Regions from separate parts of the Ovis aries genome. Here region 2 is linked to region 1. Evidence: chromatin contacts called from public Hi-C data. All regions are on one chromosome and are shown on one strand. The core of a region is the stretch at or near the end of the contact, and the rest is flanking DNA. Distances in the headings are between cores, read along the strand shown. Region 1 has its middle 44 kb from the start of SAYSD1. Region 2 holds the start of KCNK17 (potassium two pore domain channel subfamily K member 17).

What was found. A called contact is a pair of places that touch in the nucleus more often than the background predicts.
Region 2: a contact with region 1 is called in a Hi-C map of liver, with 6 times the contacts expected there. The contact joins the promoter of KCNK17 here to the enhancer-like site in region 1. A contact is called at or near these places in 12 of 16 Hi-C or Micro-C datasets (blood, hypothalamus, liver and 6 more).

What each region holds. Positions count from the first base shown.
Region 1 is chr20:13,032,787-13,036,992 of ARS-UI_Ramb_v3.0, forward strand. No RefSeq gene overlaps it. Among named protein-coding and RNA genes, the nearest start is that of SAYSD1, 44 kb to the left of the region's middle. Within about 2 kb of position 2,360, at least 4 of the 54 cell types and tissues checked have an H3K27ac peak or open chromatin away from gene starts, as enhancers often do. A contact at or near this core is called in liver, where this site is marked.
Region 2 is chr20:13,185,573-13,189,778 of ARS-UI_Ramb_v3.0, forward strand. It overlaps KCNK17 (potassium two pore domain channel subfamily K member 17), which reads right to left and starts at 1,809. Exons shown (of 5, transcript XM_027958491.3): 1 at 1,445-1,809. The coding sequence starts at 1,723. It overlaps KCNK16 (potassium two pore domain channel subfamily K member 16), which reads right to left. Exons shown (of 5, transcript XM_004019206.6): 5 at 3,525-4,128. The coding sequence ends at 3,905.

The DNA.
Region 1 (4,206 bases), core at 1,110-3,609:
AACATCAGAAACCCCCAGGACAGAGGTCCAAGAGCATTTAAAGTACAGACTCTGGCCTCCTCTGCAGATATTTGAAAGCAGAATCTCTGTGGATCTCAGGCATCTGCAGCTTTAACAAGTTCCCTGGAAACCACTGACCTAGCCCAGCTACCCATTTTACAGCTGAGAAAATTGAGGCCCTGCATTGCCTAAGTCAGAAACAATGGAATGAGAACTAAAATCTGAATCTTTTCTCTCTTGTCACTATGTTGCTATGTGTTAATCCCTCAGTCGTATCCAACTCTTTGCAATCCCATGGTCTGTAGCCCGCCAGGCTCCTCTGTCCTTGGAATTCTCCAGGCAAGAATACTGGAGTGGGTAGCCATTCCCGTGTGCGGTAGCTCTTCCTGACCCAGGGACTGAACCTCGGTCTCCTGCATTGCAAGTGGATTCTTTACTGTCTGAGTCACCAGGGCTTGTTTTCTCTCTTAGCCCATTCTGTGTCCCCACATCTGATGTCTGGGACTCAATTTCTCAATAAACATCTTGAACCTCAATCCCCTTGTAAACTGCTATATGGATCAAACCGAATATCCAGGACTTTGCTGGGGGTCCAGTGGCTAAGAGTCTGTCTGCCAGTGCAGGGGACATAGGTCCAGGCCCTGGTCCTGGTCCAGGAAGATCCCACATGGCGCAGGGCAGTTAAGCCCGTGCATCACCACTACTGAGGCCACGTGATCTAGAGCCTGTGCTCTCCAACAAGGGAAGCCACTGCAGTGAGAAGCGCACACACCACAGCTAGAGAAAGCCTGCACACAGCAACAGACCCAGCGCAAGGAAAAATAAATAAAAATAAAACACAACCAACCAACAAAAACACCCTGCGTATCCAGCACACAGCTGGGTGTGATGTAGAGAATTGTTAATTTCAGAGAGCAGAACATTGAATGAATGAGGACTCCCTGCTGTGGGGCTTTACAGCTTTCTGGTTCATTTTAAGTTTATTCCCTGGTGACTCAGATGGTTAAGAGTCTGCCTGCAATATGGGAGACCGAGATTCATTCCTTGAGTCAGGAAGATCCCCTGGAGAAGGGAATGGCAACCCACTCCAGTATTCTTGCATGGACAGAGGAGCCTGGTGGGATCGTAAAAAGTGGAACATGACTGATTGACTAACAGTACTTTTATCGCTAGCCATTGCAAATCCTCTTTGGCAGAGGGCTAGGTTTAAAAGACAAAATTAATGAGTCAGATGGAAGCAAGGGGTTCCAACAGAGCAGAAACCCCCTGGCCAGCCTGCTTTATTACCCAGGATGGGGCCTCCAGAAGAATGACCCCTCCCCTATGAGAAATCTCTCACTTCACGTCTCTGCATCCCACCTGCACCCTGCTGTTCGGCTGTGGCTCTATGCCCTCTCCAGGCACCCAAAGTCAATTTGATTCAATACTTATCATTGTTTGTTGTCTCTCATTCAGGCTGCTGGTTCTTTGATTGTAAAACCACCCACCACCCCTTATAGGGTCAGGGGCTGGGATAGAGAAGTTCATTAGCTTTCATGGCTGCAGTGGTATTTTATGTCAATGCAGCAAGTGGATCAACCCACGCACACTCCAGCCTCTCCACGCTGCGTGGCTGACTGCAGGTGCTGAGCGTATTGATTTCATCTATAATGACATGATGGTTGCTCACTGGAGTGGGACATGGATTAATAAATACCTTGGCTGCCAGTGGGAGGGAAAGGATCATCGTCAAAGGCAGGCGAAGTGTACCCTCGAGATCAAGAGGGTACACTCTGTGGAAAAGGTCTCACCAGGTCACATCTCTGTTCTGCAATGCCTTAACCCCATCCCTCCCCCGGATGCTCATATTCTTAAAATAGATGGAGTGGATAGATGGGTGGATGGATGGATGGAGCTACTTTAGTTAAATCTGACAACTGCTAGTATTAGTGCTCAAAGCAAAAAGGCCCTCACAGATCCTTGAGTCCAACACGCTCATTATACAGGTGAAGAATTTGAAACTCAGAGAGAAAGACCAAATCTGAGTTTCTGGACTTCTAAGTAGGTGTCCAGGACGGTAATATACTTCATGCCAGCAAGCAGCAACTATACACTAGGGGAAGGGCTGCTTCTGACCCATATGGTACCCTTTTGCATTTCCTCCCTGTGGTCGACAAGCTCTGCTCCAGGGTGCATGGCTTGGCAAAGCAGAGTGGCAGATGGAGTTCAGCCCCGCTGGCTCCTAGCCTGGGCACCCTTGTCCGGCATGATTCTCACTGGCGACTCTCGCTAAGGAAATGCAAAGCTGGTCCCTGAGGACACAGCCTGAGCCTTATTTACCTCTGTAAATCCTGCCTCATCCAGAGCTGTGTCTGTCCCAGGATGGGAGGAAGACAGATGTTTACACAAGGAAAGAAAGGGTGGGGGGAAAAGGTGCAATACAGATATCCTTGGGAGCCTCACATGTGAAACTTCGTGAAGGAGCAAAACAATCAAAACCCAAACCACCAATGGCTAGGTCTAGCATGGGAAAATAAAGCAAAGTGAAAGTCCAATTAGTTTGAAGTTTAAACAATATTAAAGTCCAGAGAAAAGCAGAGAGCCCTGCTGACATTATGGAGAGGGGCCAGGCAATTTTATTAGGGAAAACAGATAAGTTTGTGAGTTGCCAAATAAAGAAGCAATCACAGAGATAAAGCAGGCGCTTTCCCCAAGCGGAAAGCAGAACTAAATCATTTATCAACTTCCTGTGCAGAGCTCAGGCACCTGATCTGGAGACAAATAAGGGGATTGGAAAAAAAAAAAAAATTGTTGTTATCTTGAATGGCCTGATTCCTTTGCCTCAAGCTAATTCCGGTTAATCTATCCCCTTCCCCCACCCCTGGCCCCCACTGCTATAAAATTCTTCCTTTCTTCTATAAACCTGGAAGTTTGAACCCCTCTTTACTCTTCACCGTGGGTGGTGGAAAGGAGGGGGTGGGGTGGGAGAGTCAAGAGCAGAGAGTTGGAGAAGAGGGAGTGGGATCAAATCTTTATGCTGAGCAGTTCAATAGCATCTTGTTTCTCTGTCTCATTTATTTAGACAAGTCCCTGTCCTCCTTTTAAGATCATCTTAGAGACTACCCTGGTGGTCTAGTGGCTAAGCCTCTGCCTGCCAATGCAGGCAACGTGAGTTCAATCCCTGGTCCGGGAAGAGTCCACGTGCCACAGAGCAGCTAAGCCCAGGAACCTCAGCTACTGAGCCCTCTCACCCTGGAGCCGGTCCTCCTCAGCAGCAGGAGAAGCCACTGCAACGAGAAGCCTCTGCACTGCAACGAAGAGCAGCCCCAGCTCGCCACAACTAGAGGAAGCCTGCTCGCAGTAACAAGGACCCAGTGCAGCCGAAAATAATAAATCAATAAATTAAATTAAAAACACATAGAGAGGTTGCCTTGGCCTATGTCACCCCAGAGAATGGGTGCTGTAATCTTTCTGGAGTCACAGATCTTGCTGAAAATCTGGTCAAACGATATGGAGCCCCTCTTCAGAAAAGACACACGTATGCATGTACTTACACCCTTTGTCAAACAATTTCAAAGGATTTATGCATCCCCTGAAGCCCTAACTTGGATCCCAAGTTTAAAACACCTGTTTTAGAGCTTGGAAGGGAAGTCATCTTAGACAGAACCCTAAACACTTAAATGATAGAGAGTACTGCTGTCCGTTTTGCATTTTAATGAGTTTGCAGACCTCCATTGCGTTATGAGGAACAGCTTGGAAATGGCCTATCTCGGAAGCTTTAGTGGGAGTCCTGCTAGCTGAGACCTTGGGGAGAAGGGGAGACACTGGCAGGGAAGCACTAGCACAATCTTTGTCAGGATGTTTTGGCATTCAAGAGGGTACATCTTTGTGGAAGTTTAGCCTGTAATTTATCACTATTGCCATAACGTGGTAGTGCGGTAGTCATATGGCTCTTCTTCCGGTCAGCTTGGGTGTACATATTTCTGGGTTCCGAAATGAAATCAGTAATTTTCCATTCAACTTTTTTGATAACTCAAGAATAAATACAGAGAGTCAAACGCTCACTTCTCAAGTGCCTACTGCTGTTCTGGGTATTGGTGGTACAAAGACAAAGAAGACACATTAGGGTCTTTACCTTTTACTCTTTTACTTCCTGCAGCAAAACTGACTATCCTGGGGCTAGATTCTCATTCCTGAAACTCTTTTGACCATTTTTCCTTTCAGAGT
Region 2 (4,206 bases), core at 559-3,058, 150 kb after region 1:
TGCTCGTAATTGAAGTTTGCCACCTTTTCAAGGGGAGTGTCACACAGCCTCCAGGATTAGGCGGTCTGTATTTGTAGAAGTTTAGAGATAGTGGTTGGAGGTGTCACCTGAGATTCTTAGCAGAGATAGTCCTTCCCCTGCTGGGTTCCAGGCCTGACACATCCGCCCAGGCCCAGGGCTCAGGACTTCGCCTCCGTTCCAGTGCCCTTGGCCCTTGCCACCAGACACACTTCTCTGCTACCTTCTGGGGACCAGCTCTGGGCTGGCAGCTCTGGGACACAGGCCCTGCTTTCCTCGCCAGAAAAGGCACCCGGATTGCAGTGCAGGGATGTCTGGCTTGGGTGCAGCTGTCTGTGCTCATGGACCAAGCCAGGGACCCAGAGATGGACTCTTGCGTCAGATCGGAGCAGCTCTCCGTCCAGCCCAGGGTCGAAGGAGACCTTCACCCATCGTGAGGCCTGGAAGAACCCTCCCCTGCTTGCCCCCCTCCCCTCGCCCCGCTGAGTCTTCCCCCACCCCCTCAGCAGTCTCTGCCCTCCACGACCTCTGCATCCTCCCACCCGCCGACCCCTGCAGACCCTCCGGGCCCTCGGTGCGTGCCCTCAGACTCGGAGAAACCCGGGTTCAGCCACCGAACGTCCTTGTGTCTGCTGCTTTCTTTTTGCGCACCTCAAGTCCCCGGGCCCCTGGCTCCTGCACCTCGGCCCCATTCCACTTAACCTGGGGCGGTGTGTGTGTGTGTGTGTGTGTGTGTGTGTGTGTGTGGCAGCGGGGATAAGAGCGCTCTGCACCCACTTTCCTCCCAGCCCTCCCAGCCTCCAACGGTCTTGCTGCCAGCTCACTCATCATCAGACCAGACCAGCGCCCTCTGCTGTCCCCGCCCCCAGGTCTCAAATTCGCACGTGGGTCTCCTGTGGAAGGGGCCACGGGTGCCCCTTCGCCCTTCGCGCGCTGTCCGACCCAACACAGTGCCCTGAGTTCCCAGGTGGACCCCTCCTGCCTTCTCCCAATCTGAGCAGCCCGCTCTGTCCTAACGCTGCCCGGACCCGGTCGGGCCCCACCAGCTCTGGACCCCGTCAGTGCGCCCCCTATCGCCTTCACCCCGAGATTTGGATGCGTGCGCCACGAAACTCTCCAGACAGGGAGGGTCCCGATCTGGAGAGTCTAGCCCTCTCGCCCCGAACCCTGGGCTCATGGCGCCGCGCTGCGCATCTCTCTCGCCCGAGCCGGGGTCTTTGCATTGGGGTCCATCCAGCCCAGGACGCTGGTCTCCACCCTGCAACGCGCGCCCACAGTCGTCCGCGCGTCCGTGCCTTCCACTTTATTTCGGAGAAGTGCTCCCGGCGGTGCCCTGATCGGAGCCGGGCCGTGCCCTTTCGCCCGTGCCCTTGCGCTCCGCTAAGCCAGAGCCCCCGCTCCCGGGCCGCCCAGACGCTCCCCTCACCCGGATCAGCGAATCCAGCGCCGGGCCATCCAAACACGTGAAGTTCCGCAGCAGCGCCCACTTGTCGCGCTGGAATCTCTTGCTGGAATCGTGCGCCGCGGGGCTCTCCAGCAACCAAAACACGCAGGTGCCCAGGACCAGGTAAGTCAGGTAGGCGAGCAGCAGGAGCAATGTGCTCGGCACCGGCACCGCGCAGCCCGGGACCCCGCGCTCGCTCGCATCCCAGGCTCTCCCTCCGCACTTAGCGGGAGAGGCGGAGTGGCGGGAGTCGGGAGCCATGGACCCGGACCGAGGCGCAGAGGAAGGGCTAGGGAGGAGCTCGGCTGGTCTCTTCTCTGGCCAACGCGCGCCTCTGCCCCGTTTTCTCAGCAGAGGAGGTGTGTGCTGCGGAATGGGACAGCTCTGCCCCACCCCGCACTGGGATCCAATCCCGGGACAAAAAGAGGGTAAGCTGTGGGCATCTGGCCCCGCCTCGAATGCGTGTGGCGTGCCCACCCCCCAGGCACGCCTAGCTCAGGGAGAAGGGGAGGGCCGCTGGTGACCGCAGGCGCTGGGAAAGACCTGCCCAGGGCCTCCCCGAGTGCTGTCTGTAGCAAACGGTGGGAGGAACTCTTGCAGACCGCACTCAGGGGGAGGAGAAAGCGGCAGGCAAGTTTATTTCCCTGAGGCCCTGGGATCATCACCAAGGGCCCGCTGCCTGTCAAGCCCTCTCTGGATCTCTCCCATCACCATCCTTGCCTTATATACCCAAGGATTTGAGATCCCAGCAATCTATCGCCAATTGCTCGTGAACTTGGGAGGCAAGAGGAGTCTCTGCCAGTGGGCTTGTCCATTCCCTGCTTCTGAAGATGCCCCCTTCCCCATTCCCTCCTCCACCCGGGATGGAGGAAGGATTCAATATAAAGAGTCCTGGGGGTTCCCAGTTTCTCAGGCTTCTCCTCCATGCCAGCAAGTCCTGGGTGTAGCCCGGGTCTCTTGCTGCTGTAGATCCTTCCCTGGGTGTCCCACCCAGAGCCTCCTCGGCTTCTCGGTCTAACCTCAGTCCTGTCCAGAGGTCCCCAGTCTGTCTTGCTGAGAGAGGTTTGCAGTCCTTGGTGAGTTTGGGCCTTTTGTAATGTGCGTGTGTGCTAATTCACTTCAGTCGTGTCCAACTCTTTGTGGCCCTATGGACTGTATGTAGCCTGCCAGGCTCCACTGTCCCTGGAATTCTCCAGGCAAGACTACTGGAGTGGGTTGCCATGTCCTCCTCCAGGGGATCTTCCTGACCCAGGGACTGAATCCATGTCTCTTAACATCTACCTGCAGTGGCAGGTGGGTTCTTCACCACTACTGCGCCCACCAGGGAAGCCCCTGGCTTGGGACGGACTGGTATAAATCTCTTCTCCTTCTGGCCAGAGGTGTCACAGTCGGGCAGGAGAGAGGCCAGGCTGCATGAGGTATTCCCAGAGGAGGCTGGGCCTCCTCACAGCTCGTTTCCTGGAAATCTCCTGGGATCAGCTGGGCTGGTGTTTTCCCAGGGAGGGTTTGGAAGGGCTTGTAAGAGCCCAGAAGGGGTAATGAGATCAAAGGGTGCCATGAGGCAGTCAAGGGAGGCCATACTCAGGAAAGTGGGCGGGACGCCCAGGAGTGCTGAAGCCTTGTTCACGGACAGCTCTAGACCTCTAGGCAAGGGGAACTGGCAGACCTAGAGGCAGCCAGCCCACCCCTCTAGCTGGAGCTTCCTGAAGGCAGGCATCCTCTTTGCATGATGATGGCTCCAGAGTCCCTGCCTGGGCCAGTGGGTCCCATGGGTGTGCGTCATATCCTGGTCTGCCCGTGCCATGAGGTTTTGGTTGCCTCTCTGCTTGTCTAGTCCTTCCACCTGGGGGGCAGGAGCGTCACTGCTGCTGCCCTGGAGCCTGGCCCGGCGCCTGACACACACTGGGGGCCTGATGATGCCTCACACACGTATCAAATGAGGCACAGATACAGCCTCAGATACAGCCTTTGTTTGCTGTCCTGTATGAGATCTTCTGGGGTAGGGGGTGGGGGCAGTTCAGGAAGTGCGATGGAGATTTGGTCATAATGATCCATGTCTGGATTCAACTTTTTTGGGTCATTTTAATTTTTTTAATTTTTTGGCCATGCTGCACAGCATGTGGGATCTTGGTTCCCCAACCAGGGATCAAACCCACACCCATTGGAAGAGTGGAGCCTTAACCGCTGGACCACCAGGGACGTCCCCGCAGGTGGAGGGGCTTGGGAATCACAGCACACATCCGTCTCCCGTTCTGTCTCCTTTCTGTCACTTTCTTGAGCCCTCCTGTCTCCTTTCTCTCTCTGGAGAGCTCCTGAGACCAGTTCTGGCTGGGAAGTGAGTGGGCTGGCTGAGGAGGAGGTGTGGCAGGAAATCCAGGGGGCCTCTGGGGTGGACAAAGGATGCTGTGAGGGGCTTCTGCGGCCACGGTTTGGGGGCAGGGCTCATGCAGAGATGGGAATCTTCTGAGGTCTAGGGAGCCCACTGGTCTCGGGGGCTCCCCCTTCCTTGAGACCAAGGCCTCTGCCGAGCAGCCAGAGCTGGGAGCACCGGTGCAGAAGCAGGGGGCCCAGTGGGAGGACCAGCGCCAGCCACGCCAGGCCCAGGAGGATCCAGATGGCTGCCAGACTCCGGTACACCGAGAGGTAATGCTTGCTGGGGTCTGTGCCTGGCAGGGAAGGGGGACACTATCAGTGTCAGTGGTCTGAGGGACAGCCACCCTCCAGGTTCCAAAAGGGTTCCCACC